Linked DNA regions of Sus scrofa: all the other regions are linked to region 3. Evidence: chromatin contacts called from public Hi-C, HiChIP or PLAC-seq and promoter capture Hi-C data. All regions are on one chromosome and are shown on one strand. The core of a region is the stretch at or near the end of the contact, and the rest is flanking DNA. Distances in the headings are between cores, read along the strand shown.

What was found. Promoter capture Hi-C pulls out the DNA fragments that hold promoters and counts their contacts. Hi-C and Micro-C count contacts between places; a contact is called where the count stands out from the background. HiChIP or PLAC-seq counts read pairs in DNA pulled down with a chosen protein or histone mark.
Region 1: a promoter capture Hi-C map of liver shows a contact between it and region 3, with 6 times the contacts expected there. The contact joins the promoter of TAGLN2 here to the promoter of DUSP23 in region 3. A contact is called at or near these places in 1 of 5 promoter capture datasets (liver), 4 of 47 Hi-C or Micro-C datasets (alveolar macrophages, embryonic fibroblasts, liver and 1 more) and 2 of 2 datasets of contacts at active chromatin or transcription factors (alveolar macrophages and skeletal muscle).
Region 2: a Hi-C map of liver shows a contact between it and region 3, with 5 times the contacts expected there. The contact joins the promoter of LOC100155689 here to the promoter of DUSP23 in region 3. A contact is called at or near these places in 1 of 5 promoter capture datasets (liver), 3 of 47 Hi-C or Micro-C datasets (embryonic fibroblasts, liver and skeletal muscle) and 1 of 2 datasets of contacts at active chromatin or transcription factors (skeletal muscle).
Region 4: an H3K27ac HiChIP or PLAC-seq map of alveolar macrophages shows a contact between it and region 3. The contact joins the promoter of SLAMF9 here to the promoter of DUSP23 in region 3. A contact is called at or near these places in 2 of 47 Hi-C or Micro-C datasets (embryonic fibroblasts and skeletal muscle) and 2 of 2 datasets of contacts at active chromatin or transcription factors (alveolar macrophages and skeletal muscle).

Annotation. Positions count from the first base shown.
Region 1 is chr4:90,564,977-90,567,676 of Sscrofa11.1, forward strand. It overlaps TAGLN2 (transgelin-2), which reads left to right and starts at 1,296. Exons shown (of 5, transcript XM_003125672.5): 1 at 1,296-1,621.
Region 2 is chr4:90,895,359-90,898,102 of Sscrofa11.1, forward strand. LOC100155689 (putative olfactory receptor 10J6) reads right to left here and starts at 1,258. Exons shown (of 1, transcript XM_021089594.1): 1 at 1-1,258. All of the region lies in intron 1 of LOC100520241 (olfactory receptor 10J1-like), which reads left to right.
Region 3 is chr4:90,721,218-90,724,097 of Sscrofa11.1, forward strand. It overlaps DUSP23 (dual specificity protein phosphatase 23), which reads right to left and starts at 1,458. Exons shown (of 2, transcript XM_021089591.1): 1 at 410-1,458. The coding sequence starts at 676. LOC110260311 (a long non-coding RNA gene) reads left to right here and starts at 1,135. Exons shown (of 4, transcript XR_002343382.1): 1 at 1,135-1,469; 2 at 1,611-1,707.
Region 4 is chr4:90,533,982-90,536,681 of Sscrofa11.1, forward strand. SLAMF9 (SLAM family member 9) reads left to right here and starts at 1,367. Exons shown (of 4, transcript XM_013996877.2): 1 at 1,367-1,761; 2 at 2,201-2,542. The coding sequence starts at 1,473.

The DNA of each region.
Region 1 (2,700 bases), core at 46-2,545, 160 kb before region 3:
GAAAGTGGGAGCAATGATAATAGCTGTCAGCTGAGCACTCACTGTGTGCCGGGCACTGCTCTAAGCTCTTCACATGTATCATTTAATTCTCTACCACTCTAAGGTAAGTAGTACCATTAGCTCTATTTTTATAGACCAGGGAGCTGGGGTGTAGAGCTTTAGTGATTTGCCCCGAGGTCACAAAGTCCATGAGGGGTAGGGCAGGTGAGAAGACAGTCAAGGGAAGGAGGAACAGCCTATGTGAAGGCATGGAGGAGTGAAAAGACTTGGCCTCCCAGGGTGTCAGTGTGCACTGGAATATTCAGGAAGGGAGTATGGGGAAGAGAGAATGGAGAAGTAGGAGGGCATTGGTTGTTGATGTCCTTAAAAACCAGCATATATGGGATCGTCTAACAGCTATGAAAACTCCACTGATGGAGTTCATGGCTCAGAGGTTACGAACCCAACTAGTATCCATGAGGACACAGGTTCGATCCCTGGCCTTGCTCAGTGAGCTAAGGATCTGTAGTTGCTGTGAGCTGTGGTGCAGTTTGCAGACACGGCTCTGATCCCACATTATTGTGGCTATGGTATAGGCTGGCAGTTGCAGCTCTGATTGGACCCTTAGCCTGGGAACTTCTATATGCCGCAAATGCGACCCTGAAAAGACAAAAAAATTTAAAAAAAAAACCAAAAAATAAATAAAACTACACTGATAGCTGCAAGCAGGGACTCCATCCACCACAAATGATGTTCTCCTCCACCATCAGAGATGGAGGAACTGCCAGCCTCCTCCTCCTCTCTCTCTTTTTAAGGGCTGCACCTATTTCATATGGAAGTTCTTAGGCTAGGGGTCCAATCAGAGCTGCAGCTGCCAGCCTACACCACAGCTCATGGATACTAGGTTTGTTGCCCCTGAGCCACAACGGGAACTCCCTGAGGGCTCTTCTTCTGATCCCTCCAGGATTTAAGAGATGCCAGGCCTTGCTGTACAGTGGGAAAATAAAAAAAATAAAATAAAATAAAATTAAAAAAAAAAGAGATGCCAGGTCATGGAGGAGGAGATGAAGGGGAAAAAGTCAAGTCTGAACCCTGGGTCCCAACACTGGTCACACCCCTTAGGCCCTGAGAAAGGAATGACTTCACTGTTAGTCTCTGCCCAGGCTTGAAGAAGGTGGGGAGCAAGACCAAGTCCGGGAGCTGTCCTGGCCTGCATGTCACACCCTAGTCAATTGTGGGGGGGTGGGTGGGGAGTGTCTTCCTGTGCCTCTGTTTACCTAAACATCCTTTTTAAACCAAGAGGCTTCTTCGCACGTAAAAAACGCCCTTCTTGCGCTAACCTAGGCAGAAAGTTTCCCACTGGGGCACAAGTTTACGGGTTCTAGGGTAGGTGTAGAAGTTCTCCAGGGCGGAGGCTACTGTCTTGAGATCCTTTAACCCAGGTTCTGGTCTCCAGCCCCATCTCTTAAGCACTGCCCTCCGCTTCTGCAGTGCGGCGCCTTTAAACCCTCTCGGCCTTGCCCCGCCTTTGGTCCGCCCCGTCCGAGGCGGGAGCCTGCTGAAAACCCCCGGCCCAGCCCAGGCGCTCCATTCGCGCGGCAGCCCCAGTCTTAAGTGCGCAATTCTCCTGCCTGAGTGAAAGGTGAGCTGGAGGGAGGGGGTCCGTCGGGGCGGGGGAGGGGGGATGTGCGCGGTCTCTAGGCTGCAGGAAGCCCGAGCTTGCGACCTGCTCCTGTGAGCTTGGGGACCAAGGGCTCGCAGGCAGGGGTCCGATGACTGCTCTGCCCCGCCCCGGGCTGTCAGGTCTGTCCTCAGACTCTGACCCCGCATTGTTGAGCCATGAGGTCAGGCGGTGTTGCGGGTGCATAGACGGGGCGTCTGTCTGGATCAGGGACGTGGGGACTGCGTCCCTCCCGCGGACTTCAGCTCCAGATCCGTGCTAGGGTGAGGAAAGGAGGGCGTCAGGGACTGGCCCCGAGGGACGGGGCGTACAGGGTCCCAGCGCCCACCCTGGCCCGCTCCGCGCCGCCGGGGCTTCCCGCGCGACCCTTCACTTCCTGATTCCAGGAACACGTGTGGGTGCTGCTTGCCCTCTGCGTCCCAGTCCTTTCTCTTTATTCTCCTGCAGATCTTTTTTCTAGGGACTCCGAGGCGCGGTTTGGAGCAAGGGGGCTCCGTGCGCGGGTCCCGCAGTGGCCTCCCCTTCCAGGGTTGGCGCCGGGAGTTAAAGCCCCAGTCGCCTTGAGGAGAGTCCCCTGATCTCAGACATCTGGGAGGCTGCAGCTCTGACCGCGCCCCGGGGTGCCCTGCCTGTAGGCGGTGGTGTTGGGGGAGGGTGGCGGCTTTCCCGCGCCTCCAGCCCCTACGGGAGCCGATGCCCCCACTCCTTGCCCCCTACTGCTGGGAAAGTCGGTGGTGGCCGCGGGCGGGCGGGCTGCCCAGACCACTGCGTCACCCCAGCGGCGGGCGGTGGGTGACTCATCCCAGTAACGGCCCAGGGTGTGGCGAGGGGGGCGGCTGTGGGGGCCGGACCAGCAGGACCGGAAATGGACTGCCGCCTGGCCTCCACCCCTTCACCCCGGCTCTGCAGGCCTCCTGGAGTCTCCAGGAGCCGGTACCCGTGAGATTCAGGGGGAAACGTGCTATCAGTGAGCAGAAGTGAGGATGGACTGGTGTGGAGATCCGGTGCAGGAGGCTCTCCTAGTTTTCTGACTCCAGAGC
Region 2 (2,744 bases), core at 8-2,507, 170 kb after region 3:
AGTCTGAAAGTATATACATCTGGTATTATTGTGGGTGAACCATTATGTTGGGGTGGGGGTGAGATTCTAGGTAACTTTGACTTTTTACACACTGCTGTATTTACAGTTAGGATCGCGGTCCTTATTTTAAATTATTTAACTTTTGAGTGCAGAAGTATAGCTCTTAAATAGTTTGGAAAGTCAAGGAGAAGGACCAATGAGAACAGAAGTTAGATTGAGTGAGGAGGAGGTCACTGATGACATACTGGCCAGTTTCAGTAGAGTCTTGGGCTGGAAAGCAAGGTTATAGGGAGGAAACAAACAAACAAAAAACTTTAACATGTCATCAATGAGAACAGGAGATTGTATGTGCGTTTCCCTTTCCTGATGAGCCTATTGCAATGAATGACAAAAAATGGTTAAGAAGATACTGAGCCAGGAAAACTGTGGACGTAATTTGGGAGAGGAAAGAAGAAGAATATTACTGAATTGAGTCAGGAGGAGGAAAAAAAACCCTCATTTTTTTTAGGGCCTGAAAAGTGCTGCCTTCACCCCAAATCAGCCACAGATTTCTTGTAGGTATGCTTCAGGTAAATATGAATTTACTTTATTTGAGTAAATTTTAAAGTTATAAACAGGATGGCTGATGACTAGGAAATGTGGTCCAGGTACATGAGTCCAGGAGAAAGAGGGGAAGAAGTAAGCTTATTGCCTGTGGTGTACTTTTGAATTAGATTGAACAGACAATGAAAGACTATCTTAGGCAGAATATTCTTAGAACTTGGGGAAAAAATGCAAAAAGGCGGCCAGATCAAGACATGTGGGAGGACATAATGCAAATGTTCAACGCAAATGTTCAAGTAATGTTCTTTCCATGTTCGTGTTTATTTAGAGGAAAGGGGTGCGGTATGAGAGGGAAGGGTGAAGCACCACCACTTGGGGGAGCTATTATGTCTCCTACCTGAGGAACTCTGGTACCGCCCAAACCTCAGCATTCCCTTTAGCCAAAATAAACAAAGTCCTGCAGTAAATGGGATTCACCCTCCATAACATACACTTTGGTGACTAGCTCTACCTCCTAGGGTAGGTGTCATCTGCTTACCCGGATTTTTTCCAGTTATTCCTCCCTACCTTTACTCTTCATGTCTTCAGTTCTAGGATGCAGTTCGCACCATCTTGTCACATCTCCAGGGACATTTTAGCATTAAGGACTAAAATTGCAGATGAAGGGCGATTGCCTCCTATCTCACTTTTAAACTTCTTTTTGAAGTGTAGGAGCAATCCCAATTTGTTACTTTTTTTTTTTTTTTTTTTTTTTGTCTTTTGTCCTTTTAGGGCCGCACCCATGGCATATGGAGGTTTCCAGGCTAGGGGTCCAATCGAAGCTGTAGCTGCTGGCCTACACCACAGCCAGAGCAATGTCAGATCCCAGCCGCATCTGTGATCTACACCACAGCTCATGGCAACGCTGATCCTCAACCCACTGAGCGAGGCCAGGGATCGAACCTGCAACCTCATGGTTCCTAGTTGGATTCGTTTCGGCTGCACCATGATGGGAACTCCCCACACTGTTACCGTTGAGGCCTGTAATGAGAAACCCATGATTGTTACTGCCCCTGCAGGAGAGAGGCCCCAGTGAAGGAGATGAGCAAGTGTGGGATGCGGGAGTAAATCATATGGGAGTCCTGCTGGGTTGTCTTGGATTCTCACACAGAAGAGATTAGGTAGCAGCAGACACCAGTGTTCACCATGGCCACCGTGGCGGGAGAAAAGAGGTCTCAGAGAGCACTGTGGTGCCAGAGAAGTGTGTGGAATGGGTGGGTGGCTTCCACCAGGGGAGATTGGCTGGGACAAGTGCTCAGCTGTGAGAACAGGTGTCAGTGAACTCAAGGACGATTTTAGCACCAGATGGCCACCTCCTGTCCCCCTGCTGGTTGCTCTTTTAATCAGCCCAGCCAGAAGTGACTGCAGCTGGGCACCGTAGCAGCAGGGCTCTGTGTGGCTGAACCCGAGGGGTGTTTCTGGGGAAGTCAGTAGATAATCTCAAAAGCGCAGTAGAGAACAGAAAGGAGCTTTCAAAATGATTTATACACTCCAGAAGGACAAAAACCCTGTGGGGGAGTAAGAGTACTGAAATGTGCTCATGCATCAAAATTTTAGTCATGAAGCTGAGATTCTTACTAGAGGAAAAAGGAAAAGAAAATCAAGGGGAAAAACACATTTTGAGGGTGTAAAGGAAATACCATTTGCAAAGTGAAGAAACGATGACAAAATCCATGGGTGCTTAAAAATATCTAAATCTTTATAAGCAAAATCTGTGCCTAGAAACAGAATCTGTGTTTAAAAAAAAATTAAAAGATGTAAGGTAGGCTAAGCCTCTAAAAATCTATTTTGTGTTAAAAGGAGTTATGCAGCTAAAAAAAAAAAAAATTAATGACATCTTTTAACCAGACTTTCCATCCTGTCCTTTTCCTTTCATTAGACAAAATAGGTGTAAGGAGCCAGAAATGGAGGAGTTGACTTCTTAAGAAGCTGATGATTGTGTGAACTATTTGAATAAACAAGAGAATGATGACTTGTCTTTGGGACAGACGCCTTCTCATACCCAAAGAAATCCACCCACCTTCTTGAGTCTGGAAACCGCCTGTGCTCTTTTCTGATTTTAGAGCATAGCAGGCAATCATGCTTTACAAGAGATCACTGCAGTGCCAAGAAAACTGATTGTTATTTTTTTTGCCAGAAGAAATAACAGAATCTTGGTCTTT
Region 3 (2,880 bases), core at 208-2,707:
AATTTATTTTATATTGATTACACGTTGAAATGATAATATTTCGGACTTAACTGGGTTAAATTATATGATCAAAATGAATTTCTTCTGCTTCTTGTTTAACTTTTTAAAAAATGCAGCTCCACTATATGTGGGCAGAACCTTACTCTGGAGACTGCTCACCCAGCTCCTGACTTCAACCCCCGTCTCTTCCAAGCCTGTCAACTCACGTTATGGGGTTCTTCGTTTTCTATACTCATCTCCTTTTCTCCATTTACCCCTCCCTCCTCCGCGTTTGTCTAGGTTGCACCTGTTTTCTGTCCCCGTCAGCCGGTCTTCCTCCAGTCTCTTTCCGCGACCTCCCCTGCTTTGCCCGTGTCCTCGCTGACCCCTCCCAGGCCCCTCCCTCCCTGCGCTGACCCCGCCCACTGACCTCTCCCCGGGCATTGGCCTCGTCCACGATCTGCACGAAGCGGTCAATCTGCTCTGGGCCTGGCGGGCAGAAGTCTGGAATGCGCAGTCGGTGCAGGGTGAGGCCGGGGCAGCTGTCGTGGTGCGGAGGCCCGCGTTCCGTCAGTGACACCAAGTGCCGTACACCCTGGTCCAGCAGGAACTGGTAGTGCGCGGGGAGCCGGGGCAGCGCCAGCCCCGCCAGCCGGCCGGGGAGCACCCACGAGAAGTTGGGGGGCTGCACGACCATGGCTAGGAGAGGGCACAAGACAGCTGATCATAGGGGGCGAGGCCGGCCGGTCCCGCTCCGCCCTCCCCCCCTTCCGGTCCGTGGGCCTGGTAACTCTCCGCCTACCAAACACTGGCGCCTCCTGGGACCACGTGGTCTCCAGGACTCGACCTAGGGTGCGCCCTGCTCCGCCGCGGGGGATTGGTGGAGCCACTTGAGGGGCGGGGCTAGGGCGCTGAACGCTGAGCTCGGAAGACTGAGAGGAGCGATCCGGTCTGGCCCCAAGCAGGACACCAGTTGATTGGCTGGATGATCAATAATGGGCGGGATTACTGCTGCGGTGCGCTTGGAGATTGGTGGACCATGCAAACAGCCAAGCAGGAAAACCTAGAGAGAATTCAGAATTGTTTGCTGTGGAGTAAGGAGCCCGGGGTCAGGCTCTGCTGCTCCCTGGCGGTGGAAGGGCGTTATTGCATCACTGACCAGCTTCCCTGCTGCCCAAGGGCCTGTCCTTGTCTTACTGTCTTCAAGATTGGATGCCCAAGGGTTTATGAGATGGCAAATCTACATCCGCTTTGGGGGGAGGAACCTCCTCTTCAGTGACTCTGACAAGTCGTTATTGGTGATTTTATGAACTCGTCTAGTAAGCGGGAATCTGTACAGGGAACTGTTCTCATTTTCCATTGCTGGAATTGGTTTTTAAAAATGAGAGTTGCAGCCATCTGGTACTCTGAAGTCTTACCCGGGATAGTAATTATTTAAAATAATAATAACAACATGAGAACCAATAAACTGAGCATTTACCGTGTGCCAGGTATTATTCTAAGTACTTTACATATTATTTAATTACATATTTAATTTGACATATATTACGACTTATTTAATTAACATATATTAACTTATTCATTTAGTCAATAATCTTTTGAGGTAGGTAAGCAAATTAACTCTCTTACAGATGAGAAAACTGAAGCTCTGGAGAAGTCCAGGAACTTGACCAGGAGATGACTAGTGGCGGATTTGAAACCGAGCAGCCTGGCTCCAGAATCAAAATGGTATTGTATTCTAAAGTTAAATGGAAGATTACTGCCTCTTTACATAACCCTCTTCAAACCCCTTAGCCGGGTTTCAGGATTTCTTAGTTTCTCTTCACAGCTCCTGATTTCCAGGTGCTCTGAATCACTCTTCCTTGGGGAAGCTTGAGTTTATCTGTCATTCATAAAAGGTGGAGAACTAGATGTGAACACAATGTCTTAGCTGTGATCCGACTGGTTCATATCCTCATTTGAACAATGTGCTCCTAGTGATGCAGACTAATTATAATTATGAAAATAGTTAACTTTTGTGAATTTATTTGCTTATGTACCAGGCCCTATGCCAGGTACTTTCTGGAAGACCCTCAGAGGGGAAGGTATTTTTGTATCCCTTTTGCACATGAGTCATCTAAGGCTCAGAGAAGTTGGTTACCTTGGCCAAGCACACATAGCTAGTGAGCCGCTGGACTGGTTGAGCCACGGTCTCTGTCATTCGAAGCCCCGGCTCCTTAGCCATGAAGATGGACTTCCCTCCCTCTGTCCCCACCTCCCCCTGAGACACACATTTGGTTCCAGCAAAATGAAAAGGAATTTTTCTTCCCCCAAAGGTTGAAGCCTGCTCTGACCCTGTGGAAAATGCACTTACCCTTTACCCAGACGACTCTGAAGCTTTACCGCACCTACTCTCCCCACGTTCCAGGAGCTGTCAAATCAACCCTTTCCTCCCCTTCCTGACAATCACAGCCCTGATTAAGTCCTTCCTGTCTGCACTCCCATTTCCTACACAACTCCCTGTGACTCTTTCTCGCCTATCCCAAGTTATTCCTTTCCCCTCTTCCTACTGTGCCTTTCAGCCTCCAGTTGTACCCCCAACCCCCTGCAACTTCTCTTAATCCCTCACTCGGGGGTTTCTGGTTGCATGGCCCCTGGAGACAAGACCCCAGCCCTTGCTCCTTTCAGGGTGACCCTTTCTCAGTTCCTTTGCCTGGCTCTCCTTTCTTGGCTCCCTCCACTGTCAGAGAAAAACCTCCACATCTCTCCCCACCCACTCTATGCCCTTTGCCGGCCTCCTTGAAACCCAGCTCACAGCCCATCCTCAGAGGGAAGATGTTTCTGGAGGAGACAGAGCTTCCCGGTGAGCCTTTGCAGGGGTCGAAGTCCATCCATCCACCCACCTGGGCTTCTTTTGTAGGA
Region 4 (2,700 bases), core at 117-2,616, 190 kb before region 3:
CCTTAACCCTCTGAGCAAGGCCAGGGATCAGACCCACATCCTCATGGATACTAGTCAGTTTCCAATGAACCACAGTGGGAACACCTACGATCTAAAATTCTTGGTCATCGATAATCCCCCAGCAGTTAGGACAGTGTCTGGGCCAAAGAAGTTCCTCAAAAAATATTTGATTGAGTGTGTAATTTGCTAATCTAAAGGTTTGGGATGTTGGAATTCCCATTGTGGCTCAGCTGGTTATAAACCTGACTAGCATCCATGAGGATGCCCGTTCGACCCCTGGCCTTGCTCAGTTGGTTAAGGATCTGGTGTTGCTGCAAGCTGTGGTGTAGGTTACAGATGGCGCTCAGATCCAGTATTGCCGTGGCTGTGGTGTAGGCCAGCAGCTGTAGCTCCAATTAGACCCCCTAGCCTGGGAACTTCCATGTGCTTTAGGTGCGGCCATAAAAAGAAAAAGAAAAAGAAAAAAGGCAAGGTGTGGGATGTTGGCAGAGCACCAGAACTGAACATATCTGCCTCCCTTGTGCCCTTGGTCTTGAGGGCATCACTCTTGCTTCCTGATCACAGTGAGACTCAAAGAATTCAGTACCAGAAGAAACTAAAGTGTCCCATCTGAGTACCCAGCTGATGCCAGAGACATGGTAGAGTATCCAACAATCCAAGATTATTCAGTCTAAGCTTGAATATCAGAGACAGAAACTACCTTGCAAGGCCACCATTGCGTCCCGGACTGCTCTGACCATCAGCTTTCCTATAGCTTTGGTCCATATCACGTTCTCACAGAATGATTTAAAGTCTTTTGATAATATCAACAATTTAGATTGGCTTGCTGGTCCAAACTGCTTTTTGTCAAGAGGGTTGAAATTTCTCTTCCTGTGAAAAATCGTTCAGATGGGAACATTAACTAACTTGAAATAGAAAGACCTCATTCATTCATCTATTCCAAAAATATCAGTTAGGTGCTATGTGTGTCTGGCATGGGGACCAGCCACAGGAGGACATCCAGAGATGTCCCAAAAGATGGAGTCAGCCTAGGGAGAGAAAAATGTTTATAAAATCAAATGATCACAGCAACACAGGAACGGCCAAGGGAGAGCCAAAGCAGGGTATCCTGGGAGCCAAATGACAGGCCTGCATAGAAAGTGTAAGAGTTTGGAGTTGACATTGTGGCTCAGTGGAAACAATCCAACTAGTATCCACGAGGATATGGGTTCGAGCCCTGTTCTTGCTCAGCAGGTTAAGGATCCAGCGTTGCGTGAACTGTGCTGTAGGTCACAGACATGGCTTGGACCCTGCATTGCTATGGCTGTGGCAGGCAGCTGTAGCTCAAAAAAAAAAAAAAAAAAAAAAAGAAAGAAAAAGAAAAAAAGTGTAAGGCTTTGGGGAAGGTGGTATGCCTAGTTGGGGGTCTGGGAACACAGAAGTGAGGGATCTAGGAAGGCTTCATTTAGGAAGTGGGATTTCAGCTGAGTTTGATGAACAGGAAACGTGAGTCAGTGGATAAGCCATCTTGCCAATCAGGCTCAAAGAGAGAACTCTTCCCAAGATGGACAGGGAGGGGCTTTGCGAAATGGAGGAAGTTAGAGCCGCTAGATAGGGTGAGAATAATTTCCCACTCCTCAGGACTGTCAACCAGTCACTCTGTCTCTAGCAGCGTCCTGACAGCTTGTCTTCGGGAGCTGCCCAGGCCACACCTCCTGAGGCGCAGGACTGCTGATATGGGAGCTCTTCCCTGGCTGCTCCTCCTCTTGCTGTTCCAGGAAGGTGAGGCAGGCAATCAGCTCCAGGACAAGAGTATCTCTTTCTGCCTCTGTTCTCCTCTTCTGCTGGGCTGGGGGCAAGCAGGGCACCTCCTTTGGGACTGAAGCCTTCAGCACTGCTGGAGTGAAGAGGACTAGGGTGTGGCTTCGGCGCAGGACCAGGAGATGAGGAAAGCTGGGGCTATGGGAGTGGTATTAGCCCCAAGGACAGCTAGTGGAGAGGAGAAAATTTGGAAGGTGAGAGCACAGAGGGCAGCCAAGCCCTGTTAGGTGCTCAAGTCAGGGGCAGCAAAAACCTAGAGCCAGAAGAGGCAGCTGGAGGACCAGACGGAGTGTGGGTCATAGAAACTACTCAATTGAGATTGAGACCAGGATCCCTCGGCCAGAATCAGCAGCCCAGAGGCAGCTGCTGGGCTGTTCCCATCTCCTATCTTTATCTGCAGCTGACGGGGACTCTGGAGATGGTGTGGAGACCAAGGAAGTGGCTGCGGTCCTTCAGGAGTCCATCAGTCTCCCCCTGGAGATACCCCTGGATGAAGAGGTTGAGAGCATCATCTGGTTCTCCCACAGAAGGCTCGCCACCGTGGTGCCAGGGAAAGGGGGCCATCCAGGTACCATCACAGTGACCGACCCTAAATACCAGGGCCGAGTGAGCTTTCTGGAGCCCACCTTCTCCCTGCATATCAGCAATCTGAGCTGGGAGGACTCGGGGTCTTACCAAGCTCAAGTCAACCTGAGGACATCCCAGATCTTCACTACGCAGCATTACAATCTCCATGTCTACCGTGAGTCTTACTGGGAACCATAAAGCTGCTTTTTTCTGGCTCTCTGGAGCTTCCCACACAAAGGATCAAGGGTCATAGGACTTCCAGGTGTAGCTTGAGGGTCTGGGATTGGCAGGCAGACTGTCTCCAGTGTGCCCCACCCCAGTATCTGAGCTGCA